2 separate regions of the Gossypium arboreum genome follow, and region 2 is linked to region 1. The links are chromatin contacts, called in public Hi-C maps. All regions are on one chromosome and are shown on one strand. The core of a region is the stretch at or near the end of the contact, and the rest is flanking DNA. Distances in the headings are between cores, read along the strand shown.

Region 1 (6,366 bases), core at 1,355-3,854:
TAGGATAGTTTTTGGGATACACCATCAACATTAACTCTAAAGGCTGGGAGTGAGTCCATGCTCATTGCACTAATTGTTGATACAAAGTGGGAGAGAGAGTGGTTGAGGACGGTTCACTTGATAGACAGAGATCTATAAATGGTAGAGAGGAAGAAAGAGAAAGTATCAATCTAGAAAGAAAGAGTATAGTGAGTGTTTTGGCTAGTTTTTTAGCCCTAGAGGCTTGTGGGAAATGTGCCTGTATTGTACTAAATATGTAATTATTTTCTATGTAGTTGAACGATGAATAAAGTTAATTTTATATTTCACTATTATATCTGTTGTATTTCTGTCTTTTATGTTTTCCATACACAGTGAAATTGTGACAAATAAATATTAGCTCATTGATTATCTAAGTTCGAACTGATGATAAGCGATACTGTAACATTGTGAGAAAGACAACTTACATCAGTAGATAATCTAAACAAGTTCGTAATCCCGTAAAAAAATCAAAGTGAGCAAGTTATTCAAATACTTAGAAGGATTATTATGTCGTCTACAATTACAATTATGAAAATGGCTAGTCTTGGTTATCGGAGCAACTGACTCCACAGGTAAAGACATAGATGTACTTATTAAAAGAATGATACACTGGACTGGATCCAAGTTGAATTAATTCTAAATCCATTTGTGAATTAAGTCATTTGTGACGTTCATGATGTGACTTACCTAAATCCTAAGTTAGTTATTGACCATGCGTATGTAACTCATGTGCTTTGATATAAATGGAGGCTTATGCTCTAAAGATGATCGAGTTGATAGCCGATATGTTGGGTACATGACTTGGGTATTGAATGGCTTTACTAGCAACAATGAAATTTATAGTTCAACTAAAGAGTTAACAATATCCTTTTAATTGACTTTTTGTGGATTGAGAAATATGAAACGTGGCCACAGGTTGCTTATTCTCGAACAAGCAATTTAACATAGTCATTAGTTGACAATGATCATACTAATTATTAAGAAGATACAATGGTGATAATGAGATAAAATAGGATTGTATTAAGTGAATGAATTTAACTCAAAAGAATCAAGGATATCATATGAGGGTAACACACACATGACGAGGTCATTAAACAAAACAGTTGAATGAATTGCTTTTGTAAAGAGTACACAATAAGGAGTTTTCAATCATGGTACTTCTTGTGGACTAACTTTATAATTAAGTAAATTGTGAATTATCAGAATGATACTTCTAGGCATAATTGCAATTACTCGAGCCTAATTGTATTTGTTCAACTGGTCCCTCCACTAGCTCAACAAAAGCTCGATCAGACTTGCATTTGAATTAGAAGAAAATTATACGACTTTGGAAATACTTCAGTTGAGTTGATTTATTCGATGTGAAATTAAATTAGGTGATTGTGTGAATCAATTAGAGAATTTGATTAAAGAATTTTCTTGAAAAATTAATTTGAAAAGTCTCAATGATTTTTGGGATAATTAATTTTGATCAAGTAAAATTAACTTAATTAAAATAAATATGATATTTTTGAAAATTAATTCTCAAGTCAGACATTTGGCCTAATGGATAATTGATCATGAAAATTGGACCGGAGATGAAAAATTGAACCTAAGAACCAAAACTGGAGACTAAAATCCAAAAATTGGTGAACCATGCCCTATGTATGAAATTGGACCAACAGTCCAACCGGTGGCTGAACAGGACCAGTCATGCCATCACTAGCCCGGAATGAATCGATTAGGCCTATTCGGGCCAAACAGTGATGGTTCGAGGTGCTAAGGAGAAGTGGCGCTGACAATGGCATTGCTGGGCATGGCAACTAAGACAGCGGTGATCCAATGGCTGATAGATGGTCATCAGTGATGGTTTTTTTACAGTAGAGTAATAAAAAAATTATACTCCTAGTGCGGTTCTACCAGATAACTTAATTTCAAATTAACTTTTCCAAAAATAATATTTTTTAATATTTAATTTAATTTAAAATTTATCTAGATATTAAATTAAATTTAATATTTATTTGATAATATTTTATTAATTTAATATTAATATGATTAATTCTAATTCTAGTTAAATTCTCTCTAAATTCTTCTTATATAAAGAGAGCATGGATCATCATTCTCATACACTTTCAAGAAAAGTTGAAAAGAGAAAATTCTCTAAAGAAATTATTTCAAAAATTTCTAAAGATATTCTTATTATTTACAACTTGACTCAAGAGTTTAGATAAATTAAAAACTTACCACTCTGGTAATTTTTGTCAATTTTTTTATTTGAAGCAAGCCTACACTCAGGAAATGTGAACTTGAGGATAGTAGAGAAGATTACTTGGTTGAAACGTTCATCCTAGACAAATCATAAATGTACGATTCTGATTAAATGTTTATTACTTTAGATAACACAACCAAAGTTTTTATTTTTTGAAAAAAAATTAAAACTTTGTTTTTCCCTTGCATCTATTTTTCGATGCATTTTTCGAACCTAATTTTCCAACAAACATTTATAAGAGGTGTTGTCAGCCATTTCCTAATATTACACGTGTCTTTTGGTTAATGGTTTTGTATTATCTAGGTTTAGGTGACCTAATGCTTTTCCTCTCCCTTAAGTGTAGGCTGCCCTTTAGCATAATAAGTAAGCATACAGCAAAAATGTTAAACAGTCCCCTTTGTTAAGAGTGTGGTCTCTCGACATGTGCTCACCTTATTGTGGGCTGGCAAAGTAGGAGTTCCAAGGTCTTGGTCGATAGGATCTAGTCTTTGCTGTTGGTCTTCGCTCGAATGGGGTTTGGTGAGGTCCGGTGAGGCCGTAGGGTCGAGAGGTGAGCTTGTTGGATTACCGTTGGTGGGCTTAAAAGGTATAGATATAACAATATTAACAATATAGATCTATCAAGGTTGAGGCTCTGATTATCTTTGACCAAAAATTACTTCTTAAAAATTATAAAAGTTTATTTTATTAATATTTATATATCTTTATTATTTTAAAAAAAATATTTTTTAGATTAATAAACCAGTTAATAATTAATAAATAACAGGGAATATGCTTTTTTCTCTCTTTTTTTTTTTGTGATAGAATATGCTTTTTCAAATACATGCCAATACCAACAGAAGGTAACGAAATAAAGGGATAACTTGACGCCCGAACAGTTGTATCTATTAACGACAAGGAGACTAATTGAAGAACAGAGGCGGGTATTCATTCATTCGTATTGGTAGGCAGAAGAGAGAGACACAGAGCGTTCCAATTTGCAAATGCCAAGTGTCGTGCTTTGCTAATGAATCCACTTGGCCAATATATATATATTTTTGAAAATTACAGAAGCCAATGCCGGTATCAATGGCATTTCACTCATCTTTCCTTCTTTTCTAAAATCTCTAGTTACCCATTTCTCCATTATATTCCTTTCTTCCTTCTCATTTTCTTCTCTTCTGTTTATGGTATTATTACTATTTCATATTTCCTTGTGTTAAGCTGGTATTTCTTTTCTCTTCGCGCTCTTTCTTATTTTTCCTTGCATGTATGTCTATATATATATGTATCTGATTTATGGGGTTTTTTTTTCATCTTTTTGTGTTTCGGCATTTTAACGTCAATATTTGAATTGACCATGTATGGTGTATTTCCCATATTATTTGTTTCATTGGAATTTGTTGATACCAATAAATCTTTAGATTTTTTTTGTTTAGAATCTTGGGAATCTTCATTTTTGGGGGTGAGTGTCTATGGTTCTGAGTATAGGTTAAAATTCCATCCATTTGTTTTAGGGAAGAAGGGAAGTGGAAAGAGAACAATGATTTCTCCTGGTTTTGTCTGGATAAAGAATATTTCATTGAGTGGTTCTTTGATCCTTTGTCTTGTTCAAAATTCATACAAAATGTTCTTTTTTCAGCGCTTAGGTAATTCCAATCGCTAATTGCCTCGTACACTTTGCTTTTGCTTTCGTTTCTCCTAATGGTAGACTGCTCCTTAGTGTTTTTACTTTGATGCATCCATCTTTGTGTTCTCCTGTGTTAGGAATACAATTTACATATGGATCATTAGCTATAAATGTATGAAACAGTTATCCATTATTGCCCCTTGAACGGCAAATTTCATAGTTCCATTTCTTTGCATACCGTGTGATGTTTCTATCAATATTGGAGTAATCGAATCCAATGCTGTTGAGCAGTCCTGCCACGATGGTCGGCTTCAAATATTGGGATGACTGTGTTGATCCTGAGGATTTGGAAGCAATGTGGCAACAACCTGCAGTGAGAAAAGAGTGGATTGATGTTGGGGAGACTCAAGGACAAAAAGTTCACCTATCAAGGGATCCTGAAGGACAGCCTTATTTGACACAAACAGAGATGCGGGTACGCAACTTGAATACCATATTATCAATACTTCACTGCTATTAAAAATTTGGGAATATTAATCTCAATAAGTAGTCTTCCATAAAGTTCGAATGGCTAAGAAGTTAAAATTTCTTTTATAACATTTAATCTTCCTTAAGTACTTTTGTTTTGGTTATTTTTAGATATTAGTCTGATTTTGTCTTATTCGTTTTTCCAACACATTAGCATGATACAGTAGTATACTTTGCTTACTCCTGTACTACAATAATAATAATAATAATAAATTCAAGACCGTTAGATTTTGCCACAAGGTTTTTACTTCTAATTTATCTTATGGTGCTGTTTCAGGCTGTTGCTGAAATTGTTACTAGCAGACATTTTGATACACATATAGATCCGGTATGTCACCTATCACCTGGATTTGTCTCCCGTACCACTGATTTCCAGTCTTGATCATACAGAAATTTATTATATGATTTTATCTTACATTAGTGTAAAATTACTCTGGTCAGGCAGTATAATTCCTGACAGAAACTCTTCTTAAATAATATGCATATAACAATGAAGTGTTACTATCATAATCCTAATTTCTGAAGACAAGGCTATTTTCAGGATACGCCATTTTCTGATGACATGAATATACAAATATCTTGAAATCTATACAATACAAATTATTAATGTATCAAAAGTTTTATAAATATATTATACCTTAAACACGATTATGACACTGCAAGTTTTTAAATCTATCCTGTTTATAGGAAACCTTCTATCTCTCTCTTCCTTTCCTCTGTATTTGTCTGAATGAATCTTACTTTTGTCCCAGATATTGGCTTTTGACCATTTTTGTTTTAAGGCATATAAAGAGTTGAATTTTTAACCACTGGAGTTTGACTGAGGGTCAATACATTACAATAAATATACGAAGTATTTACTCAAATAGATATCGTGAACCCCACCTTTATTTATCTCATTCTCAAAAATGGATTCTACAACAGCTAAATTGTGTCAAGTTGGGGGGAATGCTATAAACATTAAAAATCCAATACCAGATGGTAATATCACAAAAGGTTCTGTTAAAAGGAACTGCCGATTTGAGGTGAAGTGAATGGATGGAGGCAAAAAAGATTGACACCGTACAGTCCAATAATGACTATTACTTTCTAAAATATGTCTTGTATTAACAAAAGGAAAAAAGGCTAAATTTGCAGTGAATTCGCTACTTCCTTGTAGTACATTGTTTTGTAGCATGGCTCTGTTATGTGCCAATATACTATGTACATCCTAAATAATCTGTAGAAAAATTGAAGTTACAGTTATTACTTATTTCTAATTTTTAAAGTTTGGCATTCTTTCACCGTTCTGCAGGAGATGATTTGTACTATTGCAGAACTTGAAAGTAATAGGCAGCCTCTTGCCGAGCAACATGATAAGAAATCCAAGGTCACTACAGTAGGAATCATGCAGATTTCACTAGCAACTGCAGAGTCGATGGCCAAGTACAATTTTATGTTTTCTAGTGCAGCTGCATGTAACTAAGCTAAACCTGCTTTGGATTTATGAACTTGTAGTTTGAAAATTCTTGTAGGGAGTATCAGATTTCATTATACAAAATTGAAGGGGATCCAGACATTCTGTACAGGCCTTTTGTAAATGTATATTTCGGAGCAACCTACCTTAAATGGTTATCAAACTTTGAAAACAAGTGAGTTTGCAGTGAAGACCTTAGATCCATCTTGAATATATTACGTTACTAGATGAGGTCAGTAAATAATTTGGTATCATTTCTCTCGAATGTTCTGAATTTGCAGAGTTAGAACTGAAGAGTTTATGGTCAGGGCTTATAAGGGTGGTACAAAGAAAGCAACTCATAAATCAACCCTGCCATATTGGAAGCGTTATATTTCTGTGAAAGAGACTTTTACACCCAGGTTTTTATTACCCCTCAAGAAAGTTCTGCATTTGAATAACAAATTTTACTCAAGTACTTCTTGAAACTTTCCAGGGGAAGATGTAGTCTTTTATCTTTATTTT
Region 2 (6,366 bases), core at 1,005-3,504, 43 kb before region 1:
GATTGAAAATTTTCACACTTATTGCTTGTATTGCAAGTCGAAAGGGCTGTTTTATATACAGCCCTTGGCTTAATTTGAGTAAGATTGTGGAATGCTGTTCTTTTTTTAAAAAATTTGATTTATTTAATGGTGAAATATGGTATATGTTTAAGGATAAGCATCCACTAAGTAGGGAGAAATTGATATTATGTCAAATTAATATATTTATGTACTTTATTTTTATAAAATTTTGGACACAATGATATTATTTTTGGCGTTTATTGTCTGATTTCTAAGAATGTTCATAATTCGGTCAAAATCAAATTAACCGATCGAACCGATCTAATTTCATTAATTGGTCGGTGACTGAATTTAGTTCGATCGGAAGCCGATTAATAATTTTTAAAATTTTAGTTATTGATTAATTCAATCCAAAACTAAATAATTAACCAAATTAACTGAAATAAATAATATATATTGTTTATATAATATATATTAGCTAGCCGACCACCCCCAGCCCAAGCCCCCACTATAAACCCATTCCAAATATGCATTTATAAACACAATCCAAGTCAACTTAATAATTATTTAATTATAAAATTAACTTATATTACATAAATAATTTAATATAAAAACCCTTAAAGACCTAAAAATTAAAAACAAAAAGTGGAAATACAAATATACACTCCATAAGTTGAATCACCCAAAATCGAAAACCTTTTAGTGGCCCGACATCGACATTGACACACTCACCAGTGTTCAGAGTCCACCAGGTCACCATCATCATTTGTCCGCCATCATCTTTCACGTCCTAAGCCCCTAACCCAATGCACCTTCAACTTCAAGCTTTAGCTCTCTTCCGCCTAATGGTCGACAACCCGACACTCACCGCCACTCAACATCTATCAAGTCACCATCATGTTCGTCCTCCACCATCGTATTTTTTTTTTTATATTTTGTGGATTAGTTGCTAGAACATTATGAAGTAATTTTGTTTTTTTTTGTTTTTATTTTATTTTATCGAAACTTAATTTTGAAATAATTAACAAAACAGTCACTTAAATTTTATTTCAGTCACTCAACTTTTAAAAAATAATAAAATAATTATTAACATTATAAAAAAATGACAAAACAATTACTAATTAATAGTTTTTATTAGTGTTTTAAAAGGACCGCTAATGTAGTAAGTTAACTAGTTGACGTGGCCAGTGATGGTGAAAATTCACCCAATTTATGAAGAAATTAGAAAAAGCTAAGATAAAAAGAAGCAAACCAAGTTTAAAGATCCTCATACCTAGACCGTAGCTACCCTCTCTTCCTCCTACGACATTAAAGCTAAAACAATGATGCAATGCACCAAGAAGGTGATAAGTTCGCACCATCCATAACCCTCATCTAATTCAGATTATGTTCATGGCAGAGTTGATTAATAGCTAAGAAAAAACGTACTCAAACCTCATTTGCAATTATTCTAAAGATTAAACTACAATTAATCCCCTACTTCCATTTTACATCAATTAGCAAGCAGGCTAAGAAACAAATCATACCAAGAACAACATCAAAAAGTAAATAATTTTCAGTTAATGTAATTTAAATAAGAAATCAAGTATTATCTCAATGCAACTCCTACGCACTTACATAACCATTCAGGAACACACACACATCTCCTTAATTCCTTAAAATGCATTCAACTTTTCCCTTAATAACATTTCTTCAAAGTTTTCAACTTTTCCCTTAACCAGTCAAAATTAGGAACACCCAAATCCTAAAACTAAAATACCCAAAGAACCAAAACATGAATTTCCACCATTTTTCAAATGGAAAATCCAAAAAAGAACATATGAATTAAAAAGCTAATATATCTCCCTTGCAAAAGTGCAAAGCTGACGGATCTCACCTTCCATCAGCTGCACTTGCTTGTCCCCTGTCCTTTCCTACTTAAACTCCAATAAACGACATATTATATTATCCAAAACAGCAGGGTCCATTGTAACAGATCCCATAATTTGAGAAAAAAAATAAACAAATCTCTCCAAAAAAGTAATAAAAAAATCATTGTTTTTCTGTTCTGGGTTTTTCAACTTCGTTTCATTTTCTGGTGTTATTTGAAAAAGAAGAGGTGGAGAAGAATGTGGCCTGGCTTGCGTGTGGGGATTAATAAAATTAATACTAAAGAAGAAAAATTAAAAGAAAAGTGGTGGTGAATGCAACTCCGGAACGGCGGAGAAGCCTAATTTCTGTTTGTAAGTATTAAACTTCGTCCAAGTCGATGATATAAGGCTTGGTAAATAGCCATTGATGGTTATAAATTTTCAAAAGAACCGGCCAGCTGGAGCCGTCATCTACCATGTCCTCTTACCGTTACGTCTGCAGAAAACGGTAAAGATGATTGTTTTATTTTATTTTTTTTAAAGTTAACTAATTAAAATAAAATTTAAGTGATTATTTTGTTAATTATTTTAAAATTAAATAATTGTTAGTGTAATTTAAAAAAAAAAAAACCTGCTATCTTTACTTTACTATTTTACTTTACTGTTTCTATTTCTGTGAAACTTCAATTCATTTTTTAATCCTAAAATCCATATATGAAACTTTTCCCTTTCCATTTCCAATTCCCTTTCTTATTGTCTATTTCTGTGAAACTTGCATAGTGTAAGTACTTCTCAACCTTTAATTTGAGTTTTCCCTCTCTTCCTTTAGTTGAGCTAAAGAATTTGAGTTGGTATATTTTTCTGTGCAGATCATGCATTTTCCGTTTGCAATTTTTGAAAACAACAATGTAAATTTTATATATTTTATACATATTTTAATTAAAAGATAAAAACATATAAATTTTAGTTAAGTTAATTAACCGATTGAATTAATCAAAATATTTTAATTCGGTTCGGTTATTTGTTTAAACACTCCCACTCATAATTTCTATGTAGAAATGAAGTCCAAAATGTCGAAAACAAGTGAATATGAAGAAGTCAAATGGAAGATTGAAGCATGAGAAGAGTAATTTGATGTATTAGGCTTTTTAAAATTTAAGATTATTTGTCGATTGGGTCTATCTTAACTCTATTGGCATCAATATTGTTGCCAATGTAGGAGGTCATGGGTTCAAGTGTGCTGAAGTGCATTATCCTCCTATTTAAGAGCTGATGAGGAGGCTATATCAAAAAGAGTAGGTATGATAAAAAATTTATAATGAGATTAATGTTAAAAAAAATTAAGATTATTTTATTTTAATTTTTATTTAAATATTATTTGTAAAGATATTTTATTAAGAGTTGAATTAGAATTAAATTTTATCTTTTTTTTATTTAGATAAATATTTAATTTTATCTTTGAAGAGTTTGTTTAAGAATAAAAGATTAGGTAACTAATTAGGTCTTAGCTCAATTAGTATCAACATTGTTGTCAATACAAGAGACGTATGTTTCAGTACGCTGAAGTGCATTATCCTCTTATTTATGAGTTTGGGGAGGAGTTATGGATAGCAAACTAGGTATTAATTAGCTGAAAACAAAAATTATAAAATTTTTCTTTTGATTACTGTTGAACAACATAGTTATTTTTTCCTCTTTCTTTGTATTTCCAATTGGGTTTGATTAACCATTCTTTCAATCAAAATTTTTTATTAAGCTTTATTTAGTTTTGATTTCTTTTTTTAATTAATTATTATAAGAACGTAGACTACTGTTAGAATTGAGTGACCCGAATCCTTATTTAAGTAAAATACAATGGTAAAATAAAGTAAAAGTAAAATCCATATAGAACTACGCTTCTTTCAGTTTATTTTAGAATAAGGTTTTTTAAATCTTATTAAACTCCATCTATTTGATATTGATTAGAATAAGGTGTTTCAATTTTACTACACTCTTATTAGAATATGGTTTTACAAGCCTATAAATAGACATAGTCTACTCCTCTTGTAATCACTCGAATTGACATAGTGAATTTTCTTCTCTTTTGCCCGTGGTTTTTTTCCCAAAAGGGTTTCCACGTAAAATCTGTGTGTTCTTTATTTTTTCTCTCTTTTTTTACGATATATTGTCATTACCGACATTCTATTTTTTACAAATTGGTATCCGAGCTTTTGGGTTGTTCATTTCAATCACGGTAATGACGTCTTTGAAGTATGAAATTTCGCTGTTGGATTTCAACACCAGATTCGCGTTGTGGCTGATAAAGATGCTAACAGTTCTTGCACAGATGGGCTTAGAAGATGCCCTACTAGGGATAGATAAGATGCCTTCGACATTGACGGAGGAAGAGAAGAAGCTTAAGGATTGAAAGGTGTTAACACAGTTATATTTGTATTTGTCTAACGAAAATTTACAAGATATGATGAAGGAGAAGACCGCCGCTATATTATGGAAGAGCTTAGAACAAATATGTATGTCGAAAACTCTAACCAACAAGTTGCATCTGAAGCAGCACATTTTGCTCATCGTTTGCACGAACACTTAACAGTGTTTAAAGAAATTCTCTCAAACTTGGAGACCATGGAGGTTCAGTATGATAAGGAAGATCTAGGGTTGATTCTACTTTGTTTGTTGCCCCCGTCTTATTCAACCCTTAGAGACACGATTTTATATAGTCGCGAGTCTCTCACAGTTGATGAGGTTTATGATTCATTTACCTCGTATGATAAGATGAAGCATCTTGTGGTTAAACTCGACTATTAGGGAGAGGGTTTCATTGTTCATAGAAGACAAGATCGAAATGCTGATGATGATCGTGGAAGGACACAGGAACGGAATTCTCACAATAAATCTAAAGGTAGATCAAAGTCTTCAAATAGAGGTAAAACTTGTAACTTCTGTAAGAATAAAGGGCACATTAAATCTGAGTGCTATAAGTTACAAAACAAGATCAAAAAGGAGGCTGCGAATCAAAAAGGGAAAACAACCAGAAAAATCTGGTGAATCTGATGTTGTAGAAGACTACAGTAATGGTGAACTTCTAGTCACTTCTGTCAATAATTCTAAAATGAGCAAGGAATGGATCCTTGATTCGGGCTGCACCTTCCACATGAGTCCCAATCGAGATTGGTTTACAACTTATGAAATAGTGTTTGAAGTTGTTACTTTAATGGGAAATAATTCTTCATATATAGTTACAGATGTTGGAACAATTAAAGTTAAGATGTTTGACGGAGTTGTCAGAACACTTAGTGACATGCGACATGTTCTAGAATTGAAGAGAAATTTAATTTCATTATGTATTCTTGATTAAAAAATGGTACAAATACACAACTGAAGTGGGGTTTTGAAGATTTCTAAAGGTTCCCTCGTTGTGATGAAAGGGCAGAGAAATACTACCAAGTTATATGTTTTGCAGGGTTCTACTGTTACCGGTGATGTAGCTGTCACTTCTTCTTCCTTGTCAGATGATGATATTACTAAACTTTGGCATATGCGCCTAGGGCATATGAGTGAAAATGTCATGACAAAATTGAGCAAAAGAGGACTTTTTGATGGGCAATGAATTTGCAAACTGAAGTTCTATGAGCACTGCATTTTTGGAAAGCAAAAGAGAGTTCAATTCACCAGAGGAATCCATAACATGAAGGGAACATTGGAGTATATTCATTCTGATCTGTGGGGGTCATCCAGAGTGCCTTCAAAAGGTAGAGCTAATTATATGCTAACTTTTATTGATGATTTTTCTAGAAAAGTTTGGGCGTTATTCCTGAAGCAAAAAAGCGATGTGTTTTCCGTATTTAAGTCTTGGAAAACTATGATTGAAAAACAGACGGGAAAACAAATAAAACACCTCCACACAGACAATGGCTTAAAGTTCTGTTTTGATGAGTTTAATGAACTATACAAGTCAAAAGGGATCGTGAGACACTTGACAGTTCGTCATACTCCACAAAAAATGGCGTCGTAGAACGAATGAACAGAATGATCAGGGAGAAATTTCAATATATGTTATCAAATGTTATCTTACCAAATTCGTTTTAGGTCGAAGCAGCCTCTACTGCATGTTTTTTGATCAATCGATCTCTATCTATTGCCATTGAGAAAAAGACTCCACAAAAGGTATGGTCTGGTAATCCTGCTGATTATTCTGATTTAAAGATCTTTGGGTGTCCTGCGTATGCTCATGTTGGTAATGGAAAATTGAAACCGAGATCTATTAAGGAATCTTAAAAATAGAAAAGTTACGATTAGCAGAGATGTTGTTTTTGATTAAACTACTATGCTACCTAACTTATCTCTTAAAGACTCTTCCAATAAAGAACATCAAAAGCAGGTGGAGCATCAGATTAATCTAAAATCTACAATAGAGCCGACTCTTCAAGCCAGCAAAAAAATTTCAGAATAGAGTTGCTTCTTCACCACAATACTCTGTTACCAAAAACAAAAATAAAAGAGAAATTAACCTTCAAAGAAA

What was found. A called contact is a pair of places that touch in the nucleus more often than the background predicts.
Region 2: a Hi-C map of leaf shows a contact between it and region 1, with 2.4 times the contacts expected there. The contact joins the enhancer-like site here to the promoter of LOC108463335 in region 1. A contact is called at or near these places in 2 of 5 Hi-C or Micro-C datasets (both in leaf).

The regions. Positions count from the first base shown.
Region 1 is chr13:106,260,238-106,266,603 of ASM2569848v2, reverse strand. LOC108463335 reads left to right here and starts at 2,604. Exons shown (of 14, transcript XM_053023843.1): 1 at 2,604-2,855; 2 at 3,074-3,438; 3 at 4,170-4,353; 4 at 4,684-4,734; 5 at 5,701-5,831; 6 at 5,921-6,037; 7 at 6,144-6,263. The coding sequence starts at 4,180. It overlaps LOC108463336 (a long non-coding RNA gene), which reads right to left. Exons shown (of 3, transcript XR_001868056.2): 2 at 4,117-4,246; 3 at 3,806-4,006.
Region 2 is chr13:106,302,614-106,308,979 of ASM2569848v2, reverse strand. The region is part of intron 1 of LOC108463768 (glyceraldehyde-3-phosphate dehydrogenase GAPCP2, chloroplastic); the gene reads right to left. Among protein-coding and RNA genes, the nearest start is that of LOC108463767, 18 kb to the left of the region's middle. Within about 2 kb of position 2,254, at least 2 of the 2 cell types and tissues checked have an H3K27ac peak or open chromatin away from gene starts, as enhancers often do. A contact at or near this core is called in leaf, where this site is marked.